3 separate regions of the Mus musculus genome follow, and regions 2 and 3 are each linked to region 1. The links are chromatin contacts, called in public HiCAR-type and capture Hi-C maps. All regions are on one chromosome and are shown on one strand. The core of a region is the stretch at or near the end of the contact, and the rest is flanking DNA. Distances in the headings are between cores, read along the strand shown. Region 1 holds the start of Crb1 (crumbs family member 1, photoreceptor morphogenesis associated). Region 2 holds the start of Nek7 (NIMA (never in mitosis gene a)-related expressed kinase 7). Region 3 holds the start of Lhx9 (LIM homeobox protein 9).

Region 1 (4,392 bases), core at 675-3,174:
ACAATGCCAATGACTCATTGCAATGAGCATTTGCAAGTGAAGACATGTGGACAGAGAGATACACTGTAGGACACACTATGACCCACTACAGCTTCCATGATAAGGTATTTTCTATCCTTTGTTTTGCTCTCTCTCTCTCTCTCTCTCTCTCCCTCTCTCTCTCTCTCTCTCTCTCTCTCTCTGTGTGTGTGTGTGTGTGTGTGTGTGTGTTTATTTTGGGGTTAAGACTACAGTTGTGGAGGGCAGATATAAGGAGATGGGGAGTTTGAGCAGTATAATGCATTTTTTAATGCCCATTTTAGTTTCTGAATAATAGACATAGACCTGGTATTTTTACTAACAAGCTGCAAACCTAAGCTGGGCAGGCTCTGAGCTATTCTAACCCTTTAAGCCATTTACCTCCCTGTCACAGGCCCCATGTTACTTGCAGTTTGAGTCTCTTCCTGGCTTGCTCTGTTCATATGAACCCTCACAGCTGCTCTCTCACGTCGATCTCATGACAAATCCTTTGGCGACCTGCTCATCATGGCTCCTCCTCGACCTTTTCTCGTGGCCACTTTTTCTCCTTTCTCATTGCCCTTCTCCTCTCTCTACCTGGGACACACACACACACACACACACACACACACACACATCAGAAGTCCCACCCTATTCTCTTCTGCCCAGTAAATTGGCTGGCCAGCTCTTTATTGACCAATCAGAAGATGATGGAGACGGGTGATGCTTCATAAAAATAATACCGAAGTCCAAGTCTGTCCTGTCCTCAACTCTCTCCCTGGTATAAAAACCAGCATTTGAATAATACAACCTTTACACAGTACACAGAAAGATCATCCCTACATTGCAGGACTAAGGTTTATGATGTGAAAAGAATCATAAAAACGTTTTAAAAAAATGAGCAATGCAATTAAAAAAAAAAACGCAGAACTGAAATGTCTCACCTTCTGCTAGTTCAGGTTCCATGCAAAAATTGTTTTGTACTACATGTTAATTGGGTTTTTATAACCCAACCAATGAGCATAATTCTCAGACCCTGTGGAATATGAAATTCTGAATGCATATTTGCCATTTTGTAATATATATTATATATACATATACATTATATATACACACATATATTATATGTACACATATACATTATATATGTATATATATATATATATATATATATATATATACAGAGAGAGAGAGAGAGGGAGAGAGAGATTATGGTCTTTCATATGTAAGCAGAAAATATAAAACCTTCAAAAATAGATGCTGCAGCATCATTAAACATCTAACTGAACTCTGAAGATTTACACAGAATCAGTTGTTTTAAGCGACAGAGCCAACACTTGTTATATAAAAAGCATAGACATGTACTAGCATAAATACCAATCAAAAAATTCAGCATTCCATTTTTAGTTAAGGGATTTCTTTTGCCCTATTAATTTGCATAAGTTAATGATGTTAAAAGGTTAATAAATCCAAGAGGATGTAACTTCATGAGCAAAGTGTAAACACTTGAAAGAAATATTACCCCCATGTCTCTATAATTCTAGCCACTGTTATATGATAGCTTATTTTTTCTTATAATTTTTCTACCCTATCAACAGCAAAAGCACTACTGAACTGTCATTGTAGGGTTTAGAAACAGAAAAAGTTACTAACCTGTAAACAGAGTTTTGAAAGAGAATGTAATTTACAAAAATATAGAGTGTTTCTTTAAAAGTAGCCACATCAGAATAATCACGTGCCAATACTGTCAGAAGAAATTAATTTCTCTATTAGGAGCAATCAAGGACCCTATCCTAAAACAAAGCCTTTCCAGGAGGCATTGTTCACGGAAGCCTGAGGGGGACACGAATCCAATCCAGGCTGGAAAAATCTGCTCCAGGATTGACTGGTTACCGTCTTCCTGTGCCTGTAAGGTGCTGTGAAAGAGAAGTGCTTTCTGATTCTCTGTCTGTGGAGGAGCCCTGGGAGGGGTGGGACAGAGATGGCATCCTGGCTCTCTGAGGCACCTGCTCTTCTCTGAACCACACAGGAGTCAAGAGCCAAACAGGGATAGCTTCAGCAGCACTTCAGAGGGTGTTCTCTAAGTAAGAACATGAAGCTCAAGAGAACTGCCTACCTTCTCTTCCTGTACCTCAGCTCCTCACTGCTCATCTGCATAAAGAGTAAGCCCTCCCCAGTTAGCAATGCCCTGCCTCTCTTCCTGGCTTAGTAGATAGATCTCTTGCATACAGTTCCAAGGAAGGATGTGTTTGTTTCTTATAGGTGTTAGTAAGTGCTCTTGTGGTTAAGATAGCGCTTCTGGTCCAGGTTTTAGGAATTACAGTAAATAGGTTCTCAGGCTGTTTTATCTGTTGACTGAAAAGCATAAAACTGAATGAAATAGCCAGGAGGAAACAGATTTTTTTCTTCATTCTTTTTTCTTTTTTGTATTTGCACACTTGTGAAATAGTTTGTGGCACTTTATAGTTGATCTTTGTTAAAGAGATGTTACTAATAAGTTATCTTGGCTCTTATTCTCATATGCTATGAATTTGTTTCCATATGTTAATAATTCTTGCATTGCAACACTTGTTCTTGTAATCAGAGGGGCGGTCTCAAGGCTTCCTAAAGGAGAATGGTTAAAACTGTACTTTTTCCCAGCACTAGAGAAATAACCATATAGTTGTGTGCTTCTGTCTGATAAACAAAGGCATCATTTTTACAAACTTCCCCAAATATAAACAGGAGTGACGACGCCTCCCACCCCCACCCCTGATAATCTTGTTATGTTTGTGGCAGTCTCAAGAATCAGGGAGAATGGCCCCAGCTGTGTGTTTATGAAGGACCATAGCTATTGTACTCATTTAAAAAGAAGACAAGGAGAGTGTGTGCCTGTCAGAGGGGCCATGTGATTTACGGCTGTTGCATCTGAATATCAATACGGACAAAATAAGGAGCAGCTGTCTTTGTGTGAGACCACTAGCACCAATACAGTGGTGGGTAATCTGGGTAGTGTTCTGTCACTGCAACAGTGCTATGAGGTTCTAACTGGTACGGTTTACAGCTGGACAAACAGCCGAGATTAGGTGAAGATACAAACAGGTCCTCTTGCTAGGCAGCTGGGACAGCCAGAAAAGCCCAATCAAACTTCAAATAAATACTAAAACGCTCATCATAAAGCACATGGAGGGAAAAAATTTTCAGAGATGTATTGGATAAAGAGTTATAATTTTAAAGTTGCTTATCCTCTTTCAAACTTATAATGGGTGGGTTCCAAGTAACATGCAGTGGGTGAGAGGTACCTTACCTTGAGATACACAGTGGGAGGATACACACAGAAGGGGGACATAAAGTGAAAAATGATGCCATTTTCTTTGTGGCAAAGAACTTTGTCACTTTGTGAAATACTCATTAAATTGTCTACAGTGTTCTTTAGAGCTCATATATGTAACTTCTCAAACATGTAACTGTGTAAAAGAGAACATGCATAGGAGCATACACTCGCTTTGTTTCATTTACTTTACCAGTAGACTCTAAACACATATTTGTAACTACTTCATTTATTCTTCAGCAAACCTTGTTTGTTTGTTTGTTTGTTTGTTTAAAGTAGTAAATTTGAAACTTCATTTTATTGAGCTTTTAAGCAGACAGGGAGCCTTTTATCTGTGTTATATTTGTTGCCAGGGAGTAACAGTGTTGCCTTTGTAGTCAGAACATTTAGTTTACACTATTTGGGGCAGTAGAGTTTCAGTCAGTGACTTGGGTCTGCTTGGATCCAAACACACTATATAGGTCAGGCTAGCCTCTTACTTGTGACCTCTAGCCTCAGCTTCCTCAGTGCTGCAATTACAGGTACGCCCCACCATGCACCCAGTAAATTACATTTAACATTAATTACCTTTTTGTGTGATACCAGAGATCAAATCTAAGCGTCCCATAAGTGCTAAGCAGGTGCTCTTCTACTAAATTCCTTCCTCGTCTCTTTCAAGTTTTTAATTTTGAACAGGGTTTTACTAAGTTCCAAAATGGCCTTAAACTCACTTTGTAGTGAAGTTGGGCCTTGAACATCTTTCTGCTGAAGGTCTGTCTCTAGAGTCTGTATTCTCAACCGATATGTACTATTCCCATGTGGTAACAGTATACAATCAGCTCAGAACACCACAAGCACATAGGAAAACTTGGTGATTAGTATCTTACTACTTGAAATCTAGTATCATATTAGTTTTTATTCACATTTTGAAATTTATTCTTTGAAATGTAAGAAAAAAGGAGCTATTACTGGCTCCAGATAAATCACTTCTGTAGAGTTGTACCTTGACTCCTTGTCAGACAGATGCTGTTCATTCTTAGCACCCTACTCTCTTCCCGTCTTAGAGTTAAGATTACACAACATGAGGAATATTAAAGCAGACCTCC
Region 2 (4,392 bases), core at 738-3,237, 760 kb after region 1:
CTTTGGACATCATATAACACCAAAAGCATTCTTTCTAGATAAAGGCTTTGCAGCCACTAAGCATGTATGAGCTGACTTTTGCCCAATTTGACCCTCACTCAGTGTTCGGTAAGTATAGTGTTTGCTTAGCAGTGTTTGCTTGTAAGTATAGCTTGTACAGACTATTCAGCGTGTAGATAAATTGGCAGTGTGCTTAAATCGGGGTACCTATCAATCTACATTTTCTAAACTGGTAATAGCAAAGCGAATAAGAACAAGCTCTGATCCATCGTCTGGTACCTCGGGTCTTTTAGTTTTTCCTAAAGTTATGCCTATGCATGGAGTACCACTGTGGCTGATTTGGTGTGATGTGACCTATGATATAGGCCAAATGCCAACTTATTGGCTTCATCCTAGCTTCCTCTCATATAGCACATTCAATGCAGCAGAAAACCTTGTTGGCTCTATCATGGAAATGTATCTGGGGTCTGTCTGGTTTTGCTAGCATTCTGGTCTAAGCCTGATCAGAATGTGTTACAGATACCATTATGTTTCCTTTTAAACTTCCAGTTTCTTCACCCTCCACTTTATTCTTCACAGCTCTGTTGTCTCTCAACTTACACCTGCAATGAATTTCCATTTCATTCAGAATAAAAATTAAGAGTTCGAAGTTCCACATCTGATAGTTCACCCTTTCTTACTCCACCAGCCTCTCTCCCTTGCTCACTAAGTTGGATCCTACCTGCATAGGCTTACTGGCTGTTTCTCCAACATGGCGAACCCATGCCTGACAGGGTAACCTTGCATTTCCTGGGTAAAACAGTCTACTTCCTGACAGTCACATGGCTCCTTTTCTCACATCTTCAGGTCTCTGCTCAAATTCCAAGTGACTTTCCCTGATAAACATGTTTAAAGGAGCACTCACACCCCGAGCTTTGTTTCTCTATGAAATAGATATAAAAGACATTAGGTAATTTGGACTTCCTCACTGAAGCTAAGTTTTATGAGAGCAGGGCTCTTGCACGTAGCTGATTGTAGAACTCCACCTGGCAAATCTGTACCGATTAAGCACTTGCCCCAACGTCACCTCTTGAAATTTAATTTTCTTACTAAAATTAACGTTTGCATTCTTTTCTAATTATATTTCACATACTTGCATTCGTGTGTGTGTCACATTGCAGTACGGATGTCAGAAAACAATTTGTGGGTCCTGGGAATCAAACTCCTGAGTCATCTTGCTGGCCCAAACTTTCTAAATCTTGCTTCTATTGTTTTAATCCATTTGAGCTATAATACCGCTTTTTCTTGTTGTTGTTTTTTGGCTCTATTCCCTTGGCAGGGGAACGAAACCAGAAAAAGGCCTACTGATATCAAATGGTTAAGATCTGTGCTCAAGCACGCTGTTGTATGTCATCGTCTGTTTCTAAGGAGAGGCGTTAAGGCTGACTTCCAAGAAAGACCACGATAAGTTAAGCGACTGGCCACTGAATGATTAGCATCTAGGTATGACAGACTCTACACTGCCTCCTAGCTGTTCGCTCCATTCGTTCAAATCTGGTTAGTGGAACAGTAGGAATCAAAGCTTTGCTTTTGAAAAGCTCCATGTACTAGGGAGAGACCCATATTGCAAATATGTGACGTGTAAACGAATTTATCTAATGTAATATTTTTGTAATGCCACTTTGTGAGTGTGCCTGTATCCCAAAGATTCTGCATACCTACCAACTAGTTCAACTTTCGGAAGGGTCCTGAAAAGCTTTCTTAAAACTGGGACGCTAAAGTCTAGATTTGCTTAGCCAGACTCCGGGAAAACTCTCGTTTGCCTGCACTGACACCATGTAGAGGCAGCTTAAACTACTTGGTAAGTGGGATCAAAAAACTCCGATCTGGAGGCAGGGGTCGACCGCCGTAAGCGAGGCACACCCCAGTTCTCGGGAAAGTGGTAGCGTGGGCTCCGGAGCAGGGTGCGGGCGCGGGGAGGGGCCTGCGGCGGCCCGCCCTCTCCTCGGGGATGCCGGGATGTTTACCCTCCTGACAGCCGCGGCCGCCGGAGGAGGAGCGGAGCCGGGAGGATGGGCCGCCGCTAACCTCGCAGTGGGAAGCGCGGGCCGAGCAGGGTGGGAGCCGGCGCCTGCAGTGGCGCGGGGAGAGGCGATCGGCCCCGGATCCCGCAGCCCTGCAGCCCGCGTAGACCGAGCTGCCCCGGCGCCCCGGTGAGTATGTACGGCCCGGCCGGGTGGGGCCGGTGCGGGGAGCGGGCGGGCCGCGTGGGGCCTCGGGCTCTCGTGCCTCCGAGGACCGCCCGGGACGCCTGCAACTGGCGGAGCGTGGTGCAGGCCGCTGGCTGCAGGAGCTCAGAGTCCGGGCGCTTCGACCCCAGGAAGCTCCACGACGGTGGTGGTGGCGGCAACAGGTCTCCGGGCTCCGACAGGAGGAACTCCAGCGAAGACCCGCCTCCGGGCTGAGCTCATTGGTCACCTTGGCTATTTACAGCTCGAGGATTGGCTCAACCGATTCGGCTGCAGCCCAGTTTAGAAAAGTGAAGTTCACGGACCGGGGAGTCAGTCGAGCGTGAGTGGTGGGGTAGTCAGGTCGAGGTCCGATTGAAACCGATCCAGGGCTGGGATGCAGCAAAGTATGAGCTGAGTCCCAGTGGGGCGAAGGTGAAGTTAGGCCGTGGAAGATGCTGCTAAGCAATGTCGATAGCCTCCGCCTGGTGCTAGAGGCCTTGGAAGACCCACAAGAGATACATTTATTGACTCACATACTATACTCGAATAGCCTAAGTCTTTGCCCGCGCTAAACACTAAGAATATATTTACTTTAAAGTAAGATATGTTTTGTGCCCTTTACAATTCTGGTGATGGAACTGAATATAGCAAAAACAATCTAGAGATGTAAAGGACTTTTTTTTCTTTTTGAGATTACTAACTTTAAAGGTTGTAATTGGATTCAATGCCCGCAGTTTATAGAGCATTATTAGGACCACTCTTTAGTTTCTCCTCCAAGGAATCTGCAGTTCCCGGGAGGAACTGACGTTCATGACGGTGTGCTTTGATAGAGTTGCTTTACAGAATAATGTTCCGAATAAGCTTATTATAAATCTGTTCTCTTCTAGACGATGGGATGTTGATGTGATCCAAGAAAGGTTTAGTACTCATACTCAAAAATTTATAGTTTGGGACAACCGGACAAACTCTGAAAATGATGAATAAAAGATAAAGCCTGCAGTGCTTTGTAGCATTTCTCACTAGTATTCATGGCTGCAGTATTTCGTGATGGCCAGTGCACTTTATTGAACTAACATGCAACCTAAGCAGTTATTTCATCTTCACAGCTATCTGCCACCACTCCGAGAGACCCGGACCATAATTTGCTTTACATCCCAAACCGTTGCATCTTCTGCTTCGGCTGGCGAGGGGTAGGGGCGTGTGGAGGGAAACTTTACTTCTTAGAGGGTCAGAAAAATGGATGATGAGAGGAGGGCCTTTGGAGAAAGTGCAGAAGGGACAGACTCTGGGGCGGAGTGGAGGGGAATCTGGACCCAGTGACCATGCAGTCCTCAGATTCCACAGTAAGGTGGGAGTCCCCGCCCTTGAGGGCACTGACAGCCATTGCAGCCAGTGAACGGCGAGGACACCCGGCCCCAGCTCAGGAGGGCGGGTACTTCCTACCGCTGCCCTGAGCTAGGCGAGGGAGGCCAAGTTTGTCTGAGGATGTGGGCCGGTGGAAAGAAGGGTTGAGAGGCTCAGTCTTGTGAAATTACTGCATTAAAAAATAGAGGGAGGGAGCTCTGGTTTTCTTTGAGCCCTGTGCTGACTTTCAAGATTCGGGCTCAGGTTGAAGTCACCGCTTCCACCGAAACCATAGGAGATAAGAAACGAACCTGGTCAGCAAATTAAATATAGTCCGTGACTGACTGGGGCTTTTGCCCGAGATCGCCTGAAACTGAAAACCAAGAACTACCAGAAGAAATCTCATTAGACACATTTATGGCAGCTTGGCAATTTTAATACGGTTAAGACAATCATTAGCTTAAATTGACAAGACTGCATTTTCAGACAAACAGACCTATTTTGTAATTTGAAGTTTATCTGGATAATACCTGTCTCCCGCCATTCCTTTCCCACAAACACTTTCTTCGCTGGACACTTAGTTTCTCTCCAGCCTAGTAAAACAGAAGAAATCATCTGTTCCGGTGGCCGAACTCGTGGAGGAGGGGAGCAGAGGCTGCGGACATGTCTTTCCTTACTAAATTAAAATCCAGCATTCCCGTTTCCAACACGCTGAAGTGCAGAGCAATTACACTCCGGAAAGACAAGTACTGCCAGGACTCCCCTCTCAGTCCCAGGCTTCTGGTGACTGCAGTTGGTGGCTCTCAGCCCTGGCTGACTACAAACATTAAGTATTGAG
Region 3 (4,392 bases), core at 505-3,004, 530 kb after region 1:
TGTATTCTGGCACCCAGAGGACCCTAAAAGCGCCCACTCTGCAAATAACTTTATTTTGACCCAGAAAGGGGAAAAGGTGGGGAAATAGTGGAGACTTGAGTTTCAGGAAGAAGCGACCCCAGGAGCCCCAGAAAGTGAAGCTTTGGGACAGGAAGTTAGGCTGCAGCACTGGGAGTCGTTTCCTCCTCTTCATTTCTTCTCCGACTCTTCCTTCCACTTTCACGTCCTTCGCTCTCTTCTTCCTAAGTCCCCCTCTCATTCACACGGTTCCTTTATTCTCTTCTTTCTTCCTTTCCTTCCCTAGCCCCTTTCCCCAGCTTCTTCTCCTCAGCCTTCCTTCCAGATTGGGTTAAAGTTCCACGTGGAGCCGCCTGGGTGGAGGGAGGCGGCGGTGCCGCGGGGTGCTTCTCCAGCTTTCTAGACAGAAGCCCCGATGCTCGCCCGCAAGCCCGAGAAGTGGTGGTGAAGCCGAGACTGGCGAGCAGGCAGAGAGGAGCGGGAGCGGCCAGGCTTTCTTCCCTTTCGGATTAAGTTCCCGTCGCTGCTCCTGGCATCACGATCCTAGGACTCCCCCCACCCCCACCCCGTGGTCGTTTCAGTGAATCCACAATATCAGAGTATTGCGGTATTGTGGACACGTTTTAATGGGTCCAGAGGGAGGGGAAGGGCCGAGCTAACTAGAACAGAGGGCGACAGAACAATACCATCTCTTGTGAGGAGCAGTCTGCCATCCTGCCTGTTAGTTCTCACTTCCCCGCCTCCACCCAGAGCCTCTTTCACACCCTTCTAAGTGTGTGGAACACTAGCGGCTATTGCCTCGTCGTCCTACCCTAGTCGGGCATCCAGCTCACCCAAGACCTGTGCACGGTGACAAATTCCAAAGGGGACTCTAGAATTCCAAGTTTACCTTCAATCTAGAATTAGGTAAAAGAGTAACCCGCTCCACGGTCAAGGTTCTGTTAAGTATACAGTCTACAAAAGCATGTCCTGGCCTGTACACTCGAAAAATTTACTATATATATGTATATATATATATAGTAAATATATATATTTCCAAAAGTATTACTCAGAAAAGTAGGCTCTCCACGCCCCTTTTTCACTTTGGTGGACGTCTCAGAGCCTGGTGGCACCGCCTGCCCTCGGGGAGGTTAGGCAAGCAGACAACTGTCTGAAGAGTGCTTTTAATAAGTAAGTTAAGAAGAGATGGGGAGCAAGGGAGCATACATTAAAAGTACCGTTTCCGTGGAGTGATTCAAAGTCTGTGGGGTTTTTATACATTTCTGGTGACAGTCTTGTAAAACGGGGATTTAAAAAAGTCTGTAGATGAGAAGGAAACTTAAGGTTTGGAACTGATCTTCTGTGCACTCCTGGCTGGGGTCGGATAAACTAGGATCAAATCCAGGATGCGGACAATAAGGGCTCCTTTACCGCTTTGAAAACATGACTGTTGGGAACTCTTGGAAAGATGTATGCTTGAGGGTGTGTGTGTGTGTGTGTGTGTGTGTGTGTGTGCAGGCGCGCATGTGGGGAGGGGGTAAAGACCCCCTCCTTCTGCCTTTCCCCCAGTCCCCCACCCCTTTGTAATGTTTGTCCCTGCTTGCCCATCACCAGGGGGTTGAGAGGAGGTATGACAGGTCTTTGTTGTCTGAATAAAAATCCGTGGCAGCTCCAGGGAGAGGACTCCTCCTACTAAATTATCAAAAATGGGCTGGCTTTAGTCTCTTAACAAATTGGACACAGCTCCGGCTGGAGCAGTCCCCAACGCAACCTACAGGCACTGGGAACTTGCAGGCAGCCGGGGACCGCTGAATCTAGCACTTCGTTCTCTTTCTTTGTGTTCAAAACTATTTTTCTTTCTTCCTTAGATTTTGTTTTCCTCCCCCCCACTTCAACCCCCCTCGGCAGTTGTTTTCCATTAGTAACTCGATCTCTCGCTGCAGTTAGAATCGCCTGCTTTTCCCTCCGTCCGCGTTTGTTTGTTTTCTGCACATCTCCTTCTGGAAAACCCTGGATATCCCCCCCCCCCGCCCCCTTCCCCGTCGTTCTTTTGCCTCGGTCTTTTCCCTCTCAAGTAGAGCTATTTCTACTCTGTCGTTTTCTTCTTTCCTCTCTTGTCCCTGTTCCCCAACGCGTCTCTACGCTTCTGCATCGCGCAGCCCTGTGCGGTCGCTTTTGCTTCTTCACTCGAATGAACTGAGAGCCCCAGGCGTGTGTTTATGGAAATAGTGGGGTGCCGAGCCGAAAACAATTCGTGTCCTTTCCGCCCCCCAGCCATGCTCTTCCACGGAATCTCCGGAGGCCACATCCAAGGTATCATGGAGGAGATGGAGCGCAGATCCAAGACTGAGGCCCGTCTGACCAAAGGCACTCAGCTCAACGGCCGCGACGCGGTAAGGACCAGTCCGGGCGCGGCGCCCGGGAAACAGCGAGTCTCCCGGTCCGCCCAGGTTGGGGATGGCGGGTCCCGGGGACTTTTGCCTAGGGATGTTCGCAAGGTTTTCACGAGAGGCGTGCTTGCTAGGCAAGGTTCCCTTTCCGAATCGAGGTGTCTAAGATGTTGTAGTCCTGAGCTCTCCAGTCTTTGTATAGCAGCTGATCCCGAGCCGACAGGGCAGCGGGCCTTGGAAGGAGCGGGCGTGCTCCCTGCCAACCACAAACTCCAGTCTCCCGCGACCTGGCCGCCAGGCCGGATCCGCCCGCCCCCAGGGCAAGCCTTGGTGCAGTTAATAGGGGGACTACTTACCGGCCTGGCGTCCTTGCCCTGGGATAGAAGACAAGACCTTCAGAGTAGACCTCAACGTTCTGGTCCTTTTCCCATTCTTCGGAGCTCAGCACCCGAAACCAGAGATTGTTAGGGGCTCTGCAGGACAGTTCAGCTGCTCTGGTCGTCACAAAAATTGCGTTTCTCTTCCTTATGGGACCAGTGTATTGGATAGTGGGAAATCAAATCAAATAAAATGCGAAGGAGCGGGTCCCTAGTCTAAAAGCAAGAACATGAGCGCTACAACCTCAAGAGATGGAATCTACTATTGCGGTTCCTATTCGTAACAGCAGTTATTATGTCTTCGTGAAAATACTAGTAACCTAAACATGTCCCCCTTCCACGCACCAAAGGGGGAAAAAACTACAGAAGTCTGCGGAGATGATTCCGGGCAAAGAGTGCTTTGTAGACCCTCTGTATAACAGCAAGGACTGTAGCTCAAACTGACCCGAGAGGGCTCTAGACAAGAACAGCGAGGTTTTGGGATAATAGTCCACTGTCGCTATTTGTATAATTAATTCAGTGAGAATCCAATATCTGAGTAAAGGACGAAATTTATCCTTCCCATGCCCACCAGAATGTAATAAGGGAAGCCCGGACTGTTTCTGCTAGTCTGAGGAAAGGGTCCAGCGGTGAACTTTTTACTTGTAATGGCTACTTTATTTTAAAAGCGGCAACCACATCCCAACTGTGTTTCTCAGAATAAGTTTTACCGCCTTAGCTAGCCTCATTTGGGAACTAGGTCTTAGTTTGGGAATCAAAAATTCAAGATAATTATCTGTGCTGTTTGTGCTGGCTAGAGAAAAGAGCGAGTGTACGGAAAAGAATGGATGGGGCTCTTCTTTCAGGACAGGCACTTCACTTTCTCACCAAGGATAGGGCTAGGGCGACGGCCTTAACAGCAAGAGCTGTTAGGTATGTCCGAATCACAACGACGGCCAAATTATTCTGCCTATATAAATTAAAAAAAAAGGAATTATAGTATTGTCTGTGTATAAAAGATTCACGTACTTCAGAATTCTAGTTCTCAATAACAGTTTGTTATTTTATTTTGTGTATTATTTGAAAGTTACACATTTTTAGCCTTAGTTATTCTCCTTCTGGACCGCCCATCAAAACATCCTGTAGGCTCTCAGCAAGCTCAAGATGTTGAGATTTTTTTTTAGGGTCACAAGGCTAGGAGGATCAGGATGCTAGGAAGGGGAACAGAATGTTGAAAATGGGGGGAAGTTGCAAATGTTTCTGTGGCCCTTGTAATGGTGTGCTGTTTTGCGCTGGGGTTGCCGTTCTGCCAGGACGTCCCGGGTTGTGCGGCAACGCCCCGAACCCACCCTCAGCCTTGCCTTGTGCTTGTTTCACAGGGTATGCCCCCTCTCAGCCCGGAGAAGCCTGCTCTGTGCGCCGGCTGCGGGGGCAAGATCTCCGACAGGTACTATCTGCTGGCCGTAGACAAACAGTGGCATCTTAGGTGCCTGAAGTGCTGTGAATGTAAGCTGGCTCTGGAATCTGAGCTCACCTGCTTTGCCAAGGACGGTAGCATTTACTGCAAGGAGGATTATTACAGGTACTGCCCCCACCCCCAGCCCCTTCACACACTCCTCTGACCCAATTCACCAGATAGAACCACTGCG

What was found. HiCAR-type assays count read pairs that join an accessible place to other places. Capture Hi-C pulls out chosen DNA fragments and counts their contacts.
Region 2: a HiCAR-type map of astrocytes shows a contact between it and region 1, with 2.3 times the contacts expected there. The contact joins the promoter of Nek7 here to the promoter of Crb1 in region 1. A contact is called at or near these places in 4 of 39 promoter capture datasets (cranial neural crest, frontonasal cranial neural crest, hippocampal neurons and 1 more) and 1 of 115 datasets of contacts at active chromatin or transcription factors (astrocytes).
Region 3: a contact with region 1 is called in a capture Hi-C map of embryonic stem cells, with 3 times the contacts expected there. The contact joins the promoter of Lhx9 here to the promoter of Crb1 in region 1. A contact is called at or near these places in 4 of 39 promoter capture datasets (cranial neural crest, embryonic stem cells, hippocampal neurons and 1 more), 1 of 484 Hi-C or Micro-C datasets (the N1E-115 cell line), 2 of 115 datasets of contacts at active chromatin or transcription factors (embryonic stem cells and forebrain) and 2 of 9 other capture datasets (adipose tissue and embryonic stem cells).

The regions. Positions count from the first base shown.
Region 1 is chr1:139,374,608-139,378,999 of GRCm38.p6, reverse strand. It overlaps Crb1 (crumbs family member 1, photoreceptor morphogenesis associated), which reads left to right and starts at 1,924. Exons shown (of 12, transcript NM_133239.2): 1 at 1,924-2,159. The coding sequence starts at 2,090.
Region 2 is chr1:138,617,352-138,621,743 of GRCm38.p6, reverse strand. Nek7 (NIMA (never in mitosis gene a)-related expressed kinase 7) reads left to right here and starts at 1,987. Exons shown (of 10, transcript NM_021605.4): 1 at 1,987-2,192.
Region 3 is chr1:138,839,806-138,844,197 of GRCm38.p6, reverse strand. It overlaps Lhx9 (LIM homeobox protein 9), which reads left to right and starts at 1,754. Exons shown (of 5, transcript NM_001042577.1): 1 at 1,754-2,390; 2 at 4,123-4,325. The coding sequence starts at 2,217.